Regions from separate parts of the Arachis hypogaea genome. Here region 1 is linked to region 2. A link is a contact called in public Hi-C data. All regions are on one chromosome and are shown on one strand. The core of a region is the stretch at or near the end of the contact, and the rest is flanking DNA. Distances in the headings are between cores, read along the strand shown. Region 1 has its middle 19 kb from the start of LOC140184476. Region 2 holds the start of LOC112797296 (kinesin-like protein KIN-UB).

What was found. A called contact is a pair of places that touch in the nucleus more often than the background predicts.
Region 1: a contact with region 2 is called in a Hi-C map of an unstated tissue, with 4 times the contacts expected there. The contact joins the enhancer-like site here to the promoter of LOC112797296 in region 2. A contact is called at or near these places in 4 of 8 Hi-C or Micro-C datasets (leaf and an unstated tissue).

What each region holds. Positions count from the first base shown.
Region 1 is chr4:112,065,897-112,072,443 of arahy.Tifrunner.gnm2.J5K5, forward strand. It overlaps the pseudogene LOC112797298. Among protein-coding and RNA genes, the nearest start is that of LOC140184476, 19 kb to the right of the region's middle. Within about 2 kb of position 4,420, at least 3 of the 3 cell types and tissues checked have open chromatin away from gene starts, as enhancers often do.
Region 2 is chr4:112,021,902-112,028,338 of arahy.Tifrunner.gnm2.J5K5, forward strand. It overlaps LOC112797296 (kinesin-like protein KIN-UB), which reads right to left and starts at 4,886. Exons shown (of 19, transcript XM_025840149.3): 1 at 4,478-4,886; 2 at 2,862-2,962; 3 at 2,642-2,764; 4 at 2,269-2,454; 5 at 1,880-2,101; 6 at 1,614-1,773; 7 at 737-886; 8 at 389-477. The coding sequence starts at 4,625.

The DNA of each region.
Region 1 (6,547 bases), core at 3,170-5,669, 44 kb after region 2:
CTTATATCTAAATTTGCCCCCAATTGTTACAATTTACTATTTATGAACCGATCTCTATATTTTTTATTATCTTCGTTTATTGCCTGATCTTTCAAGCTCCTGATTATACTTTCTTCATTGAATAAAGCTTCATCTATATGAACGCAATTCGACACAAGGCCAGCTGTTTTAGTTCGTTTTTAAGCACAGTATCCAAGACATCGTATAAGTATTGTTCATTTTTAAACACTAATACAAGAAATGACCGTCCAAACATTTTCAAAAACGGAGAAAACTCCAAAACATTAATTTTATTGTTAACCCCCCAAAAATAAATAAATATGAAGTTGCATTATTAATTAGGATAATAGAGCAAACTTGATTTAGTGGTTACAACAGAAAATTACTAATAAAAAATCAATAAAAATAAATGAAAATGTTGAGTATACTTAAAGTTGGAAAAAGATAAAATAAGAATTAAATTATCATTAAATTTGTAATTTTTATCATATTTAATTATTATTTTAATTTAAGAGTAAAGAAATTTTGACTTATTTATCTTATCAATTTTTTCACCTCAGAGAAACTTAATATTATAAAGGGAGTTACTTAGATAAAGACGTTTAAAATATTTTTTTAAAGATGTTTTTAAGTAATTAAAATTCAATACATATAATTAATTAAATTATGTTATTTTTATCAAAATTAGATCAGATAAATTGATTTGGCCAAAAAATCGATAAACTATACTTTGAATCGGTCTAAATTAATATTTTTTATAAAAAATAATTATAATATTTCTATTATAAAAAATGACTAAAATATTCTTTATATATATATATATATATATATATATATATATTAAGAACCCTAAATTCTAACTTTTTTTTCTTTGTGTGGTTATAGGGTTAGAATTTAGGATTTTTAAAATTAAAAAATATATAATAAAAATATTTTAGTCATTTTCTATAATAAGGTTATTGTAGTCATTTTCTATAAAAAAGAATATTAATTTAAATCGGTTTAAGATTTAGTTTACCGATTTTTTAGCCAAATCAATTTGTCTTATCTAATTTTGACAAATATAATATAGTTTAATTAATTATATGTATTAAATTTTAATTAATAATAAATATCTTTATAAAAAAGACGTTTTAACCATTTTTATCGAAATCTCTTCCTATCATAAAAGTATACTTATTCACAAGTAGTATTAACACTCTAACACTAATACAAGAAGTGACCACCCAAACATTTAAAAAAACGGGAGAAAACTCTAAACATACATACAAAAAAGTTATGAAGATTAATTTTATTGTTAACCCGCAAAAATAAATAAATATGAAGTTGCATTATTTATTAGGAAAATAGAGTAAACTTGATTTAGTTGTTACAACAGAAAACTACTAATAAAAAATCAATAAAGATAAATGAAAAATGTTGAGGATACTTAAAGTTGGAAAAAAATAAAATAAAAATTAAATTATCATTAGAATTTGTAATTTTTATCATATTAGATTATTATTTTAATTTAAGAGTAAAGAAACTTTTACTTATTCATCTTATTAAAAACTTAATATCATAAAACTATATTTATTCACAAGTAGTATTAACACCAATACTGTTAATTAGTCACGACAAGAAGACTTCGCCCAAATACATTTTAAAAAACGGGAGAGAATATTACCTTAGTTATGAACATTACCTTAGTTGCATTGGAGCTTTTTTCGGTGGAAAAAGTATTTTCAAAATTTTTATGGTCCAATATTCTCTATAAATCATAGCCATTGAATTTTTGAATCAATAGCTTAGATTTAAAACTTTTATTAATAATATAATAATTATATATATGTTTAAATATTTTTACAAATACTTCTATTTAAAAATTATATTTTTGATTGTCCTTATTTTTCATCTTTTTTCCATCATCCTCTCTTGCCGGTAGCATCGCTAAAAACAGGAGCACGACCGCCATGAAGAGCCGCCGTTGTCGTCATCTTCTTGGGCTGTCTCTGCATGTGCCATCCTCACCGTCGTTCATCTGCATCTTGCCATCACCGAACCGCCGTCGTCGTTATCTAGATATTTCAATGGCTGCCGCAGATGTTGAGTTCCGGTGCTTCGTTGGTGGGCTTGCATGGGCCACCGATAACGAAGCTCTAGAGAAAGCTTTCTCTGTCTACGGAGAAATCGTTGAATCGAAGGACCGTTTATTGCAGGCATCATCGATCGGGATCTGAACACCGATTCGGATTTGGATTTGTTACCGCTATCCATCTGATCTGTGATATGTGTTTTGTGATCTGTTTTTCATTACTTGATCTCTGTGTTATTCTTGTTACATAGATCAATTTCTATTCGGTTCTCGAATTTGTTAATTATCTTTGTTCTTACTCAGATCTGATGTGAATTCTCGTGGTTGTGTTCAAGTTATTAACGATCGCGAAACTGGAAGATCTAGAGATTTCAGATTTGTGACATTTGTTTTTGAGCAAGCCATGAGGGATGCGATTGATGGCATGAACGGCTCCAACCTTAACGGTTGTAACATCACTGTCAACGAGACTCAATCCCGTGGAGGTGGCGGAGGTGGTGGCTTCAGAAGCGGAGGCCGCGGTGGATATGTGGTGGCGAATTTAGCCGTGGCGGCGGCGGTGGATACAGAGGCGGGACCATCATGAAGATAGATACAACAGAAACGGTGATGGCAGCAGTGACTACGGAGAAAAAGATGTGAGAAAAAAAAGAAGATGGAAGAAGAAGAAGATGATGAGAATATTTATATAATTTACTATTTTATTTTATAATTTTTTTTCAAGACCACAAGAATTTGAATATACTTTACCCAACTAAAACAAAGCCTAGTTGCATTAATTTTATTGTACCGCCTTCTTAGCTACTTTCACGGGAAAAATTCTACATTATTCCTTTGTAAGATTTGGTTTCAATATTACATGATTTTGAATATAGGACAACTTTGGCATTGTGGTAGCCATTTATGAAAATTGAAAGAGACATCAACTGGGTAAACATGATCAGTGTGATCGCAACACAATTGTGTATATATATACAGGGCCACACATATTCCTCAACTTAAATCAATAACACCAACAACCATGATACACTTTTTAATTTAGATATGGAAGGAGAAATAATGTAGGACACAGTTATGGAGTGTATGAGTGTTTTACGCAGTTGTGGTGTCAAGAGCAAATCGGATCGTCTGATTTGTGTTTAAAAAATTTAAAAAAATTACATTACACAAATCGGACCGTCGGATTTGTATTTTAAACAATTAAAAAAATTTAATATTAAAATCGGACCATTCGATTTTTGTTTTCAAAATAAATTTTTTAAAAAGTACAAATCGGATCCTCCGATTTTTCCTCATACATTCGATTTGTGTTCAAATTTTTTTTAATAAAGAAATCGGACAATCCGATTTCTTCACTTTATGGTTGAGAAAAAATTATCCCACATTCATGTCTAGCACCACCCACCTCTAAGGGTGGCAATGGGTAGGGTATGGTAGAGTTTGGAGCCAATCCTAACCCTACCCACGGGTTGAAAATTTCATATAAACTTAACCCTACTCTACCTGCGGGTTGAGAATATCTCAACCTTAACCCTATCCATTCTCAACCCGCGGGTACCCGACCCTACCCGCGGGTTATAAAAAAAATGTAACATTATTATATAACTTGATAATAATTTAAAATAGAATTGATTTTTATGTAAAAAAATATTAAATTATCAATTAATAATCTTCTTTTAGTAGCTAAGGATTTTTTTCATTTAGTGAGAGATCTTTAGTTCAACATCCACTTGAAACATATTTTTATATAAGTATATAATATATACATATATAGGGTGCGGGTTGGTCGGATAGGATTGAAGCTCAACCCGCACCCTATCCGACCCACATAAAAATCCTACCCGCACCCTACTCTACTCGCTGCGGATCGGGTTGGCAACCCTACCCAACCGGATGGGATCGAATTGGGTATTCGCAGGTAGGGTACATATTGACACCCCTATCCACCTCCATACCCATACACAACACACACAGAATTTACATATCCAAAAAAATTAGCCACTATGGTATGTCACTAATTTCCTCTGATTTCCTTTTCTTCTTTATTTATTTTTCTTTTTTTTGGGAGGGGGGAGGGTCTTGGGCAACCCAGGACCAGAACAGAGAACCCATGTTCCCCATCCTTTTGCGCGCGCGCGAGAGAGAGGCTGGATTTACCATGCTACGATGCGGCTTCCTCTCCTCAGCAACCCGGCGCGGTGATCGGAACCGTGAGCGCTGAGGGAAATTTTTCAGAGAAGGGAGGTTTTCTTTCTTTTTTTTGGTCAGGACAACGGGCCCTTAGCTAGGCCCTAACCCAAACAATACAAAGCTTCACTCGATTCAGCTTCAGGCTGCGTTTGAACTTGCTCTTCACCTGACCAAAAAGAAAAAAAGAACTTGCTCTTCGAGAAGGGACGTTTCTATAACGGCTTCCTTTTCTTTTGGGCATGACACATTTCTTTTTGTACTGGCCCAGTTTTTTATTCTTTTTAAATATTTTTTTAGATTGCTTGTTTAAACTATTGTGCGTGTTCCATTATTTGTGACTAGTTAGTTTTTCTTTTATTTTGGGCTACGGCCCCATCAGTTTACCCAATTTTTTTTTTATATTCTCATATTATTTGCCTCTAATTGAATTAAAAGTAAAGTATTATTTTTGTCCCAACGTTTGGGTAAATCTCAAAATTGTTCCTAATGTTTCAATCGTCCTATTTACGTCTCTAATGTCTTAAAATTGACTCAATGTTGTCCTGCCGTTAGGGATCCATTAATAAAATTAACGGCGGGACAAAATTGAGACGATTTTGAAACGTTAGGGACGTAAATATGACTAAAACGTTAGGGACAAAAACGAGTACATAGAAATAAATTTTAATTTTATTCTTCAATAATATCAATTTTTTATTATACATAGTATTCAATTATTTTTAATCATATTTACACTTAATCACCTTATTTTCATTCTAAATAAATTAATTTTTTTATAATTTTACGCTTAAAGTAATATAATTTTTTTATAAATAAATAAATTTTATACTTTCATTCTAAATAAATAATGTAATTTTACTTTCATTACTTAATCACATTACTTATATTTTTTTTTTATAGTTTTACACTTTCATTCTAATCACATTACATTATTTATTTAGAATAAAAGTGTAAAATTTATTTATTTATAAAAAATACATTACTTTAAGTGTAAAATTAAAAAAATAAATTTATTTAGAATGAAAATAAGGTGATTAAGTGTAAATATGATTAAAAATAATTGAATACTATGTACAGTAACAAATTGATATTATTGAAGAATAAAATTAAAATTTATTTCTATGTATCGTTTTTGTCCCTAACGTTTTAGTCCTATTTACGTTCCTAACGTTTCAAAATCGTCTCAATTTTGTCCCCCCGTTAATTTTATTAACGGATCCCTAACGGCAGGACAACATTGAGTCAATTTTAAAACGTTAGGGACGTAAATAGGACGATTGAAACGTTAGGAACAATTTTGAGATTTACCCCCAAACGTCGGGGACAAAAACAATACTTTACTCTTGAATTAATTAAACAACTAAACTTCTGAATTTTTGCCTTATTGATATGTTTTCAATTTTACAGAACCATGTTCATATGGACAAAATATTAATTAAGATTAAGATTTTCAAATCAAATCTATTTATTTTCTTTAAAAAACCTCAAAACCATCAATTTGTCACTTATTTTATATATATATGCTAGAAATAGTCCTCTAATCAAATCAAATCTTTTATTTATTTTCTTTAAAAAACCTCAAAACCATCAATTTGTCACTTATTATATATATATATATGCTAGAAATAGTCCTCTAAACTAAACTAATATTCCTTTTTGTTTTTTTGTTTTAGACAAACTAATCCTTTCACTTCCTCAAATGATTTATTGAAGAACGAAAAATAACAATTTTATACAAGAATTAAGAATTTTTTGGTTGAAGAAAACGTATTTTATTTTCATTTTCAATATTTTATAAACTTAAAATTTAATAACAATGTAAAAATTTAAAATAATTAAAATAAAAATTCTTTTTTTTACTTATTTAAAACACAAAAATAAAAAAAAAATGTGATACATTTTTTTTTTCAAACCGAAACACGAATATTAAAGTAGCTCCATAGCCAAATTGAAAACAACAATTTACGAGTCACTAGTCTCCATACACACATCACACTAACAGCTAAACACATAGCATAGGCATCACGTCCTACTTTCATTATCTGCACTATAGAATTTTTTTTTTTTTAGTGTAAACTAACTTTTTCTTTATTTTTTTTCCAGCAATCTGCTAATTTGAAAATGCAACGTACTGGAACCCCCCACAACCATGTAAATTGGTTTTTTTTTTAAATATTATATCACTTGTATTTTATCTAAAAAAAAGTTGATTATTGTATTTTATTCAATTAGATGATAAAAATATATATAAGATATCTCAATATTATTTAAAAAATTATTCTA
Region 2 (6,437 bases), core at 3,636-6,135:
TCCAAAAATGATCTAAGTTTGATTCGTTTTTTTGCAAGCCTGCTTCGAAAAATGATCTTTTTACCCTCCAAATTTAGTAATTTTACACTAAGTGAACTATTTTTTATATATGAACGGCAAAAAATTGAAACATAAATTGAAAAAAAGGTCAAAAGATAGAATTTTTCCTCGGTATTTTGTATTTACCTTTTAAATAACCTTCAAAAAATCTAGATCAAATGCATTAGTCGTGTGCCACTTATGAGAAAAATTAGTGCATATTGTCAAACTGGAAGGCCAAAATGTCATTTGTTTCTTTCTGGAAGTCATTTTGTCAAAAATTGAATCTTTTGGGAGGCCAAAATGGTAGTTTATTCTTTTATAAACATATTCACATATAAAACCTGACCCTTTGGCCAAATAATATGGTGCTAGAAGTCTCTCCTCGGTGACGTGGAGATGGGCCAATGGTCACAATCAATGATGTCCTTGCTGTGCCTACAGATTATTGGAAAACATAAGGCAGGGAAAATAAAATAATAGCACTGTAGGTTTGAACAGATACAATTAACTTCCAAGACCAATTTATGTGATGTAGAGCCTGAGACTAAGGAAGATAAAGTAGTTGTGTCAGTCAAGGATCTAAGAAACCAGTTTGCTGAACCATTAATGACATCTCACAAGATTTGACCAGAGTTTGTGAAACTTGAGGCCAATATTAGTAGGATATCTAACAAGACAGATTAAGGCATCCAACCTCCAAAAGAATCTCGAAGCATCCTGGTAAGCTTTGAATCACGAAATGGAACATGAGCACTGTTCTCTGCTAGAGCATTAATGCACTTTCCCAGTGAACTAAGTGAAAGGTTGATTGATTTGGCTTCTTCTAGCATGTGTCCTTCACTTCCTGCAGGGGGAAAAGAAAAGATGAAAAGTTTCAGCACATACCAACTAATAGCAGTATCTATTAACTCAATTAAGTTAAAGGAGAGACAGGATCAACACTGTCTGTATTTCAAAGGCCACGAGAAATCCAATTGTCTCAATTTTCTTTACAAAATTGTGAAAATGAGGAATAAATGAAAATCAAGTGGAAGTATTGTAACTAATTATTATCAGTTAAAAATTATAACTGAAATACCCTCTTAGCATTCAGCAGTCCAGATCACCAGAAAGTTGTCTTTCTTCTTTTATAACAACACACAAAAGGCACACCCAAATACTTTCAGACATTTATTATACAATATAGGACATTATTATTGCATTCAATATTTCAATGCATATGCAAATTGACAGTTTTTTAGACAGGAAATAACTGATAGCATTAAAATGGAAAAAAAAAAGGTGAGAAACAATTCAAGGTCTGCCATTTGACTATATATATATATATAAGAGCACTAAGATACCTGCAAAAGTAACTCATCTTTCTAAAATTTTTTCAGGACTTGGAAATTGAAAATGGCAAGCAGGGTTTCAGATATCAAAATTTTGTCAGAGCTGATCATGAGATGTCAGCATAAGGAAAACATGCGTACACAACAAGGACATGATGAAGAAGGCGCTATTGAACAAGGACCGTTAATTTATGACATGCATAATTATACACATACACAAATGTTAAGTCTAGCATGCACCTGACTTATGGACACGCTCTGAACCAGCTAAATCCACCACAACTAGCTTGCTCTTCCTAACAAGTGGTTTTGAAGGTTTAGTAATAAAGTTTGGTGTATCACCACCATTTTCACTAGATTCGATATCTTCATTATCCATGACAGACCTCTTAATATGTACCTGTGTGAGAATAGATATAAGATTGAATATTCTTTTTAAAATATGGATTTCTTAATTTGGGAGATATAATATAAAAATAAAATGTAAATAAAACATATTATTTCACCATGAGAATAGCGTGACTACGGGAAGATTCTGTATTCAACTTTGTGTTAGCAGCAATCCGATTAGCTTCCCCGACTCTTAGTAACTCCAGAAGACTCTGCTGGTCCCTGATTTCTACAAGTGTTGCTCCAGGCAAAGATACGTCACCAGTTCTAGGATCATCCACTATAGGAATATTATCATTTACTGGATTAAGCAGGTCCTGGAGAGTCTCCATGTAAAGCTGCACATTTTGCAGGTGGTGTTATTACATATTTCTACACAAATTAATATGGCCTAGCAAAGTTTACACTTGATTGATAAAAGGAACAACCTTCATGGAAACAAGAAGACAAAAATCAACAGATATTATGCGAAAAGAAGTATGAGCAAAAAGGTATAAAACCAAACCTGCAGATATGAGACAGTGATGGAATCTGTATCTGGAGACAATTCGGCAAAAATATCCTCCATCGAACGAACCATTATACCACGATCAGAGGTGTCTCCTTCCCCCAAACTTCCAAGAGTAAATGTTTTCCCCGTTCCGGTTTGACCATAAGCCATTACAGTGCCATTGTAGCCATCAAGAACACTCTACAAACCAGACATCACAGACATGTTAAGCTGTATAACATTAAAAAAGACGACAATGATGATGGTGAAGGTTAGATATGTTTATGAAATCATGAGTGACACTAACATAAAGAAGAAATAGATAGAATAGCTCAGTAGAAGATATTCGTGAGCAAATTAAATTAGGACATGAACCACCATAACAGACCTCAACAACTGGCTTAGCCACAACTTCATAGACACGTTTCTGTGATGCATATTCAGTAAGCACCTCATCAAATTCGTATGTGTCAGAATCCCAGTTGTTTCTACGAAGTTTCAACCTCTTAAGCTGAAGAGGAGCAGAAAAAGTAAATGAATCCACTTTACCAAAATAAAGCAAAACATTGAATCTACATACATTAGCTAATCAAGTAAACTGGATGCACCTCTGGTTGCAGTTCGACACAGTCAGCAAAATCAGCATCTGCTATCATTTCTTCAGCATTTCGAGGTCTCAATCTCACTGCCACTCGAACTCTTCCAGGCACTGTACATAAAAACTTTGGAATTGGCTTCCATTCAAAATAAAATCATGACTTCAGTATGAGGGACGTGCAAGAAAACTAAAAGTCTAGACCCTGTATATCTAGTATCTCTAGATATATTGGCCAGTTGGAGGCCCTATAAGTCTATTCCTTCCTCTTTCTTTATCTGTTCAGTATCCTTTTCAGCATAATTTATACTAAAATCTTATGCAGCCCGAAGTTCCCCCTTTGTCAAGTTTCAAACTTGCAGTTGAAAGGCAATGACACAGGAGCATGTATGAGCCCCATATAGATTTGGTTGTTACAGTTGGAACCCCATTTAAATTTTAAAAGACTCAATCCTGAACTATCAAATTAACCTGGACTTTAGGAATGGCATCTCCTCATCACCAGGAGGTCGTAAATCATAGTTGGTCCAAAATAAATATGGATGGATTGCTCTTCTAGCAAGTTCTTCCTGAGTAAGTCCCTTCACACATTCCCAACAAACACAACTTTGAACCTAAGCTGTTCATGAATATATATATATATATATATATATATATATATATATATATATATAATCTGGATATAACTACGTCAAAAATCATTGGCATTTTAACATTTCAAACTGATCATTTCCTTATACTCTATTTTCGGTTCAAAAGATGCATTTCATCAACCAACATCCTAAGTCGCTTCCCATAATAAATGAAAATGTACAAGCAAAATACATAATTTTACACTTCATAAAGTATCTGCTAACTACCATACAAACTCAATTATTGAAAACTTTGATTCTCGTTATACGGAAGGATGTAAGATATGGGGAGAGTAAGATTACAGAAATAAACAAGACACACATTAACAAGGGTGATTAATAAAACAACCTCAGACCAAGCTCTTAGGCATGAACTGATAGCATCATAAAAACAAAGGAAGTACCCAAACCAAATGCTTTAAATTGAAAGGAAAAGAAAATAATTTCACACTACTCCTTCAAAATTATTGCCCTCCCCATTGTGCTTAAATTGAAAGCCTTGCTTAGAACCAGAAACCACCAAAAGCTACACATATTGATGACCGATATCATCATCTGGGGCTCTAATAACACCACACATTCCAAAACTCCAGATCTAAACTAAACTAAATGAAAGAGAAAACGGGGTTTAAATAAAAAAGCAATGTGCAACATGCATCTCATTATTTTCTTTCCACACACATGACTAGTCCTACTCCTATATATCACAATTGTTATGGCGCTTTCTTTCTATTCACAATTCTAACAGCCAAAAAATACATATAAAAATTGCAACAACCACCACCAACCAATACCACCACATAAACACATAATCATACAAAACTAACCAGTCATAATTGCATCATAGATCACAAAAAAGAAAGAGTCATAATGAAGAGTGAGAAGTGGTGTGCTTCATTATTTGAGTCCAACTGACAAATGCTACTACTTAGACTTACATTCTCTCCCTCTCTCTCTCTCTCTCTCTCTCTAGAAGGAGATGGTTGAGGGGACTGACCGGCGTCGGCGTTGCGGGGGGCGGAGGAGTTACGGCGGAAAGTGGATCCCGGAGAGGGAGGGCGGTGGCGGGGCTTGAGAGGGCGATCGAACTTGTTGCTAATGATTCCTCTCTGGGTGCCGTTTCGATGAATGTTGCTGGAAGCCATTGATTTGATTGACGGCAGAAAACGGCAACTGAGTTTTCTGCGTTTTGGGAAATAAAAGAAGAAGAAGAAAAAGAAGGTGGGAATTATGCGTGGGTGCGACTCAGTAATGGGAGAAGGGACCGTGACGGGTGGGACCCAAAAGAGTTGTGAGTGGGACCCTTTAAGTACTGTGAATTGGAGAAGAATAAAGAAAATAAAGAAGCTTTCAGCTTAGGGTGAGACCGTGAGAGTGAGGAAAATATTTTAACCTGAAACTCAATCGGGGTGTTGTTTACAATGGATCTTTCATTTAGGGACCATTCGTGGTCTTTGACTATTGCCATCATTGGATTGGAAAATAATTTTAGTTAGTAAGAGGGATGGCTGGATGGGTATTGTGTAATGGAGGGTGTAGCATAAGAAATAAGAGCTGAGCACATCGTATGATCGTAAAGCTATTAAACTCATATTGTACTCTTGTCGACTTGTAGCTGTGAAAACGTGGGTACTTTTTTGAGAGAAAAAATTATTTTGAGTAGATTTGTTGAGTTAACAAGCAAGTTATCCAAACAAGTACGGTAAGAACTCGTAAACACATTGAACTCCTCTAATTAAAGCATAAGCACTGAAGTTGGATTAATGATTTAAAATTGGGTGGTTTCTCCCAAATCCGTGCATGTTCGAAGGTGATTAATCTTGCTTATGTGTCATTCGATTATTGGATCGTGTCTTGTCTTCAAATTGACCGTGTGCTATACCGTGTATGCTGTATTGAAGTTTATAACACTATGTGGTAGGTACCGTATAATTTGTATTTCTTTTGTATTTTAAAAATTTATCATCAAGGATAACGATTAACGAAATGAATTTTAGAGTAGGATCTCTCATTAATTAACCTTGTTAAGCTGTGAATCGGGTTAGTCCGATCTCTTTACATTCGGTCCATCTAAACTTGTGATTTGCGAATTAATGAGTCGGGTATGTCTTATGTTCTTGTCTGACTAAACAGGATGTTATTCGGTTCTTAGCAGTTGGTATCGAACTGTTATTTTTAATTCCTAACTGGTGGTTTGAATGTCCGAATTTTTTGTCTAGGAGATATATATTACGTTGCACAAAGAATGAAAAAAAGAAGTATACTTGCAAAAAGTATTTCGATACTTAAGTTAGTATTATGTATTTAGTGTGTATAAATTTTGAAGATATAACGTATTATTTTTTATATGTGAAATTAGACACTAACAATTATGTTTTTTGTAATTATTTTCATTGAAGAGTAATAATATCATATAAAAATGCAAAGTGTACGTTTTTGTATAAAGCTAATTTATAGCGTTCGAATGAATTGTAACGTCTGGGCCGAGTTATAACGTGTAAAGCCGATTTATGACTATTTTGATTGGGTTGTAACGGTCATATCATAGTTCCCAAGTTTGGTATGTTGTCATTTTGATAAAACAGGTTGAGCTAAAATTCGGCAAATATAATAGGTATGAAGTCCCCAGTTCAACATACTTTATCAAAATAAAAAAAAGTTTAATAAATAATTGTTTAATTAAATAAAGACTGAGATAGAATTAATGATATCTTTGAACAGTTGTACTTTACCTTTGCACTTACCAATGATATTTGAGCTGTCTGCTTTTATTGGATCTGACGGTTGGGGCTTTGGGTTGGAACTCAAACAGTTTTTTAATTTGCATGTTGAATTAAATTTGGAATTCAAATAGTTGACATAGATTTCGTTTCCTCTCCTATCAAAACGTGTTGGAAAGAGGATTGATAAAGATATGAACAAAAGAGGTACGCCCTTTTTACTGTCTTTTCTGTGTC